2 separate regions of the Mus musculus genome follow, and region 2 is linked to region 1. The links are chromatin contacts, called in public HiChIP or PLAC-seq maps. All regions are on one chromosome and are shown on one strand. Each heading gives the region's core, a stretch centred on a gene start, on an enhancer-like site or on the middle of the called end of the contact. The rest is flanking DNA. Distances are from core to core; before and after follow the strand shown.

Region 1 (4,026 bases), core at 1,142-3,641:
GACAAGGAAGAAATTAAAGACTTTTTAGAATTTAATGAAAATGAAGGCACAGCATACCCAAACTTATGGGGCACAATGAAGGCAGTGTTAAGATCAAAACTCATAGCTCTGAGTGCCTCCAAAAAGAAACTGGAGACAGCATACACTAGCAGCTTAGCAACACACCTGAAAGCTCTAGAATAAAAAGAAGTAAATACACCCAAGAGGAGTAGACGACAGGAAATAACCAAACTCGGGGCTGAAATCAACCAAGTAGAAACAAAAAGAACTATATAAGGAATCAACAAAACCAGGAGCCGATTCTTTGAGAAAGTCTTCCTTCCTTCTTTCCTTCTTTCCTCCCTTCCTTCCTTCCTTTCTTCCTTCCTTCCTTCCTTCCTTCCTTCTTTTCTTTTTTCTTTCTTTTCCTTTTTCTTTTCTTTTCTTTTTTTTTTTTAAATCAAATATACTCTAACAGGAGTCAAACTGAAAAAGGACCCTTCAGTTGAGAAAATGTCTCCATCAGATTGACTAATAGGCAAAAGACCATTGAGTGTTTTCTTGACTGATGATTACATTGCAAGTGCCATCCCTGAGCAGCTGGAATAAGAAATCAGTCTGCACAAGACAGTAATTCTATTCCTTCACGACTTCTTCTTCAGTGCCTGCCTCCAAGTTCATGTTTAATTTCCTGTCCCGAATACCAATTATAATGTTCTCTCAGATATAAGATGAAATAAACTCTTTCCTCTCTAAAGAACAAACAAACAACCAGAAGAAAAAAAAAAACATCAATCAAAGAGAGTAAGTGATTTACCCAAGACCTTCCAGCACTTTTTGTTAGGATCTAAACTGGCCCTGCATCATGGAGGATGTAGATTTCAACATCTGCCCCTCTCCCCTGTTTGCCACTGTGAGATTTAGTGTCCTGGCTTTCATGACAAAAGTCAAATCACCAGGAACCAAATGAGCCCGTGCTTGCTCAGTTTCCAGAGACCTAGGGCAAAAGCAGGGGGCTCAGGATTTGGAAAGCAACCAAGATTAAGAGCGCCAGGTGACTTTGAAAATGTCCACCTGAGTACAGTAGCTGACTTTACCCCCTTGAAATTCCCACCTACTGTAATTTCAGTATGTAGGTAGCTCTCTGCTCTAACTCTTTATGTTGAGCTGATAAGATGGAAAGCATCCCTGTCTGAGAGTTTCTGTACTGTCTAGGAATGGCTTTGAAGGTCACCCTTAATTGCTGGGAGTTCTGCCTGTATTTACGGGAGAAAGCAACAACCCCACCAGTGAGAGAAAAGAGAAACGGAAGCAATAACAACCACAGAGAGAGATGGAGAAGGCATAAGCCACAGGACAGGGTTGTTAGAGCAGTGGGTTTCAACCTTCAGTGGGTGCCAGCGTCACCAGAAAGGCTTGGAAAGAAGCCAGTCTCTCTGCTCAATCACATTCAGAGTCAGAGCTCCTGCGAATCTGCTTTTCTCTCAGTTGCCCAGTAATGCCAACACTACTGTGTCTGGGATTAGTCCTTGATTTGGCTCCTTCCCATCCCATAAGTGAGTCCTCCTGCAGGGGTCACTATCTCCCTCCTCACCTGTACATCTTCTGCCTGGACTCAAGCTCCTTCTGGCGCTGATCCTGCAGTGTAGGGTGATGGTCTTGCCAGGACACCTTTGCTGCGGGTGAGGGCGTGGATGGAAAGGATCCTCTCTTGATCTCTGGCTTCAGACTTTCTCCCTCCTACTGCTGTCAACCCACCAGTCCCCTCACCCCGGGTACACTTCTTCCACTGCAAGCTGATTGCCACCACCTCCTGCTTCTGCCAGTCCCCTCCTTCCTCCTCTGCCCTTTCCTGGTTTCCACTCCCCAAGCTTAGCCTGCGACACACTGCTGCGTGCCTCCCGCAGCCCCAGTCCCCTCACCTGCTCCCTCTCTCAGCACCAGCTCCCCCGCCCCTTCCAGCCACTGATAACAGGGGAAGTGGAGTGCAGCCCCAGGTAGCCACTCCAGCTCGAACCAGCGGCAGAACCAGGCATCAGAACGGAAAGACATAAGCGGGAGGGACACTTCCGGGGGTGCTTTGTGGACTCGCAGCATCAGCACAGTGCCTACGTCCTGGGGAAGCGTCACCTCGAAGTCTTCTTCCTAGGAGGGGTTGTTTAGTATGCTGAGGATGGTCCCCCTGGGCTGCCTTCCTCCACAGTCGCCATTGCCTGCTCCCCAAAAACTCACAGCACCGGCGCTGAACTCCTTGCCCAGATGGTCCAGAGGTACTAAGGGGCTCTCTCCGTGGGTTCCCACGATGCTGACAGACACTTTGTCCCATGTGCCAGCCCCACAGGCTTCCCCCGTGGATACTCTCACCCTGCATTTCGCCATCCTCCTGACCAGTTTAGCTCTCTACTGCAAGCTGGACTACCTGGCAGGGTGATTTAACCTCAGCGATGCCCCGCCCATCAGACCAGGTTAAGGGGAAATGTGTTCGCTACCCACTGAATTCCCCTTCAGCTTCCTTGCCATCAGGAAGAGCCTTAGAATTTAGGACAAGTAGTAGGTGGGTTGACACACTGAAACCTGGAGTCACAATGGGTGGCGCTGAGACAGGAAGTGGACTGAAGTCCACAGGGTGAGTTCCAGACCCAACTGGAATGTGGGGTACAAGTGTAAAATTTATTTACATGCTGTCTTAGCTTTAAATGTGAGTGAGGGTCCACTTCCCCATTCCTTTAACTCTTCCCACGCCACAAGGCTGCTTTCACTTCTTTAATAACTGATTTTGAGAGCCATCACTGGCCAGGACTATTAGATGCTGCCAGTGCGGGTCCAGGCAATACTCTAGCTTTGCCTGACTGTTTACTAAGGTCAAGTGCAAGGGGGAAAAGACATTCAAATGCTCTAAGCATGTATTAGAGTTTAGAGGATAATCAATGCTGGGGAAGATGTCAGTCACTGCTGATGTGAGAGCCTGAGAAGTTTGGCTCGAGAGAAAGGCCCTCAGAGACCCAGAGGTGGTGAGAGGTGAGCCCAGGGTATGTGTTTATGGGCACCAATTATTGGACTCAGTGTGTTATTAAAAGGAGGAGGATCTGAAGTTGGGAGGGACCTGAGGGAAGGTCGGGGAGAGCTGTAGGGGGGATGGGGTAGATATAGTCAAGTACATTGTGTGCATATGTGAAATTTCAAATAAGATATCAAGAATAATACTAAATATATGTTTTCAAGTGGTATGTCTAGGTAAGCTGTTTTACTGTTGGGGAATTGTCTGTGCAAAGGCCCTGAGATCACTGGAGAAGGGAAGGCAGAGCTGGAGTGAGTGAGAGGGATGTCAGAAGGAAGACAGTGACAGAGTTTGCCCTTGAGGGAAACAACAGATTTGGGAAATCCTCTTTGCTGTGCCCATTAGACATCCAAGTATAGTGGTCCCTATGGGTGCCTACCTGGAAGTCATGGCACAGGGATGTGTGTGAGCCCTAGGCTAAGAGAAGATCGCTGGAAAAGGGCAGTGGATTCAGGCTCCAAGTTGCTAAAAAATTTGAAAGTTTTGCAAAGAGGTAGAAGCAACCAAGATTATTCAGTATGTGTGTTACATCAGCTTTCTTGTTACTATCAAAGGGTGAAACCTTCGTGTTGGCTCCTAGGTTTGATGTCCTACTCCCTGGGGACTGATGTGGGATGACCCAGAGAAGAGTTATGGTGAATATATGCTAGGCTGACCTGGTTATAGACAAAGTAGCAATGACACAGTTCTCCCCACCCCCTACCACCACATTCCCCCTCCCCCTCCCCTCCTCTTCCCTACCCCCTCTCTCTATATATATATCACACACACACACTGTTGTGTCACATCATTTCTAGGGAGATGAGAACAGATATGTACTCACCCCATATAGGGAACTACCAACTGATCAGAGTAATGATACCACTGTGTCCAATCTGTTGAATCAAATTGTGGTAACTTAAAGGAGGGTGGGTGAGGGGCTACTTACTGGAGTGCCCACTTACAGGCTGCAGCACCAGAGCCCACCCCAGTGTGGGTGACAGCTCAGA
Region 2 (4,026 bases), core at 978-3,477, 600 kb after region 1:
GAATCAGAAATATGGCAGGCAACCTCTGAAGAAGGCAGAATCCCAAAGCAAGGATACAGGGCAGTGGAAAGTCAGGGCAGACAACCGAGAGGTTTGGGTCAGGAGGAACGGTGGCACTGGATTGGGAGTAGCTGGGGAGTCAGGAAGCCTGAGGTCAGACAAAAGCTTGAAAACCTGGATGCTGCAGCTGCTGCGGTACAGGCCAGGGGGTTGCCAGCGCACAGAGCCCTCGAAAGATACCACAACATTGATGTCCAGGGCAACGTCGAAATTTCCGTCATTGCTAAAGGGAAGAGATTTTTCATATGGGATCTGGATCTGTCCCCCGGAGACCCTGCCCCTTCCCCGATGGTACACACACACACACACACACACACACACCATGGCTTACCCTAATCCCCTCATGCCTCAACCCCGCCCAGGCTTTAGAAAGACCCTACTTGTTCAGCAGCACCACATCAGGGAGCCAAACGGATTCAGCAGTGATGCGGAGAGAATCGATGCCATCATGTTCTGCGGGGTCCCAGCTTAACCTGTAGTCGGTCCACTCCTAAGGAAGCAGAGGCTAAAGGGCTGTTCAGGCTAAAGGGCTGGGAGAGGCTTGAGGTGTCAGAAAGAATGCCAGGAAGAGGGTGCAAAGGGGAGAAGCACAGGGCTGAGAAAAGGAAAAAAGGTTCTGGCTATGCTGTCACTGTCTGGGATTCACGTCAACTGGTTTCCTCCGCCCAGTCCCGAGCCCTGGACTGAACTCTCTTTTTTCAGTCTCAAACCGAAGAAGGGGCCTAAAGAGATACCTCATTGGTTAAGGGCACTGGCTACTCTTCCAGAGGACCCAAAATAGATTCCGAGCACCTACGTGGAAGGCCCAAACATCTGTAACTCTAGTTCCAGGAGAACAGGGGCCCTCTTCTGGCTTCCACGGACACCAGTTATGCATGTGCTTCACAGACATATGCAAGCAAAACACCCATTCACATAAAATAAAAATAGAATAATTTAAGAAATAACTGAAGAGATTGAACTAGCCACCCTAAAGTGATGTTCAACCTGCATGCAGTTCAGGATCTTTCAAGGATGGGAATTCAAATTAGTGATCCCCAAACTTGTATCTTAAATTTGTTGATCGAAAATTCTGTTTCAGTTATTATATGTGTACGTTGTGAGTTACTATTAAAAAAAAATCTTACTGGGATGAGGACTCCAGGAGATTAATATAAAGGAAACAGGGTGCCTTTCCCTAACCCACGAGGTCTCCATACCAGGTCTAAGTACACCTTTGTGCTCATTTCTTCATCCTTCTCGTTCTAGAATGGAAAAGTTAAAAGGCAGAAGTGAAATGAAGTGGGTGGAAACGAGGGTTCGGTGAGTTACTTTCTCCATGGAATCTCTAGTCCCTTTCTCTAAATTGCACCTTCTTGGGTGCAAACTCCATCTCATATCAATCTCGAAACACCAGCCTTGGTGCCTGCTTTCCTTTCTTTTACGTCGAGGTTAAGTCACGGGCCACGCCCGGCGTCTAATGGATACAACTCTGAATCTCCGCTCAGAGTTGTTTATTGACTGCTTAGGTACCAAGCTCTGCTGGACTTTGCTAGAATATTACACAGCCCCGCCTCGAGGTCCTCCCGGTAGCAGGTCCTTCTGCCCCAGCTCCGCCTCAAAACCCGCCCACAGGCGAGTTAGCAGAACAGTATTCTGTACCTATCATAGAGGCCTCGCCCATGAACTAGTTCATTGGTCTGATTTTTACCCAATCACCGCCAAAGGCTTGTCTGCCTCTTAGCATAACCCGCCCGCCCCCAGGCTGTCGATCTTCTGGGCAGCGTCTAAAGCCACGCCCCCAGTCGGTCCTGCCCAGCGACTCCACCCGCAGTGCCGCTCTCACCAGGCTGATGAGTTGCGCCAGGGTGAGGCCGATGCTGACCCCGACGCGGTCTCCCACCTCCCGCGCCGGCCTCACCGAGCTATCATAGTTGGAGAAAAGTTTCTTAATCAGTTGGCCTTCGGCTTCCGACCCGCGGGCGCCTGACGAAGGAAAGCACTAAGTGACGCTCCCGGGGCTGGCCGTGACCATTGCTCATCACTGCCTCTTGGAGACCCAAACTGACTTACCTGGGGCGAGGGGCGTCCCGAGTACCCCTAGAAGCAGAAGCAGCGCCCCTAAGGCCATGGCCCTGCCTCTTTCGCTCAGTGAAGTTTGTCCGGATAGCGGCCTCAGGCCAGGGGAAGTGACGAGGCGCCCAGGAATGTGCACCTGTTGTCGGGGGACCAGACGCCAGCCCACCCGCCCCGCCCTCGGGACTTGGTCCCGCCCGGAGCAACTGCAGTCGCCCTCCACTCACAAATGTCAGATAACACTCCGGTTGTATAAATCATCTTTAATTACAGAAAGCATGAAGTGGAGACCCCGTCCCCTGAGAGCAGTGCCAGGAGATGGGCGGAGCCTGAGCGGGGTTTGTATGAGGGAGGGGGGCATCTCTTGCAACAAGCCAGAAGTAAAAGGGCCTGAGGAAAAGTGACCTGTCTTTGAGCACTAGCCCCTCCCTTAGGACCTCAATAGACGTTTCCACCTACATCTGCTAGACTCAGAATCTACCTCCTATTTTACTAGAGGTTCCCCATGGCTTTCTCCGTTTTTCAGGTCCTTTTTGGGTACTTAGAACCCACCTGAGGTTTAAAAGCTGTAAAGTAAAGTAAATTCTATTTAGTTAGAAGCTCTGGGGATACATATGAGGTCTGGGAGCCCAAGAGGCTCCTCGTTTCCTAAGCCTGACCTGTAGAGGGCTCGGAGAAGTTGAACTTATTGCTGAGTTGGGGGTCTCTCTGCTGTGAGGGGGAGTCAAGGCTGTGTCCCTATTTGTCCTTTTTAATTCTAGAGTTATTCTCATTGTAGACCTTAGCTTCCTGTTGTTTGAGACAGGGTCTCACATAGCCTAGGCTGGCCCTGACCTCACTAGGTAGCCCAGGCTAGCCTTTTATTTCCTGATTCTCCTCCTCTCCTTTACCTCACAGATGCAGCATACCATATCAGAACGAAAGTCCTCAGCTTTAAAAGGGATCTGGAAGGAATTCCTGCTGAGGTAGCTAAGTGTTCAGACACAGGTTCAATCATACCATGGCATTTTCTCCCTCTCAGCTTCCCTTCTAGGAGCCAGGTATATTCTTCCAGAATTCCTGTATCTTTCCCCAGACTCTTGTCTCCCTGGCAGAACCCTAGTTGGAATGCTGAAACTAGAAACCATGTAAAAGTAAGGTTAGTATTCTGGAGGGACTATTTTTAGAAAATTATTTAGGAAAAGCAAGAAGTGGTTCTTGATCCGTTCAGTACTGATTAGTTCTCTCTCTCTCTCTCTCTCTCTCTCTCTTTCTCTCTCTCTCTCTCTGTGTGTGTGTGTGTGTGTGTGTGTGTATGTGTGTGTGTGTATTGGCTTTTGAGACAGGGTTTTGCTATTGTAGCCCAGGATGGCCTCCAACTCAGGATCTGTCTGATTCAGCCTCCCGGGTGCTGAATTACAGGTGTGTGCCACCAAGCACAGCTCAGAGCCAATCAGTTTTTAATTAATCATAGCTGAGTTCTACCCATAGCTCATCCTTTAATTGCTAGAGAAAGTGGAAGGGTAGGTCTAGAACTTACTCTAGTACAATAATATGGCTATACAGGCCCTAGCTCCATCCGGGAAGAAAGGGCTGAGAGTCATGGGCTATGTCCTAGAACTGAGATTCAGGAGGAAGTATGGCTCCAGAAAGGTCTAGAATACCACGTTCTAGAATTGGGTGTCTCTGGGATAAGAAGGTTTAATCAGTGGTGACCTGAGACTGGTCCCAATTCAGACCAAGGCCAATTGCTACAGTAGGGGGCCTCTTTTTTAAAGCCAGGGGTGGGAGGTGTCCATCTAGGACAAGGATAGACGTGGAAAGGATACATACTTGGGTTCCAACACAGAACATAGGGATGGCCCTGCCTGGCTGGGGTGACCAGCTCTATCAGAACCTGTCCAGACCAAGTCAGAAGGTAGAGCAGAGAGA

Evidence for each region. HiChIP or PLAC-seq counts read pairs in DNA pulled down with a chosen protein or histone mark.
Region 2: an H3K4me3 HiChIP or PLAC-seq map of bone marrow-derived macrophages shows a contact between it and region 1, with 5 times the contacts expected there. The contact joins the promoter of Chrnb1 here to the promoter of Alox8 in region 1. A contact is called at or near these places in 2 of 39 promoter capture datasets (liver and maxillary cranial neural crest) and 1 of 115 datasets of contacts at active chromatin or transcription factors (bone marrow-derived macrophages).

What each region holds. Positions count from the first base shown.
Region 1 is chr11:69,195,452-69,199,477 of GRCm38.p6, forward strand. It overlaps Alox8 (arachidonate 8-lipoxygenase), which reads right to left and starts at 2,392. Exons shown (of 14, transcript NM_009661.4): 1 at 2,212-2,392; 2 at 1,902-2,124; 3 at 1,574-1,655. The coding sequence starts at 2,358.
Region 2 is chr11:69,793,710-69,797,735 of GRCm38.p6, forward strand. Chrnb1 (cholinergic receptor, nicotinic, beta polypeptide 1 (muscle)) reads right to left here and starts at 2,228. Exons shown (of 11, transcript NM_009601.4): 1 at 2,113-2,228; 2 at 1,886-2,025; 3 at 1,260-1,304; 4 at 441-550; 5 at 175-283. The coding sequence starts at 2,170. It overlaps Fgf11 (fibroblast growth factor 11), which reads right to left. Exons shown (of 5, transcript NM_001362623.1): 5 at 2,359-4,026.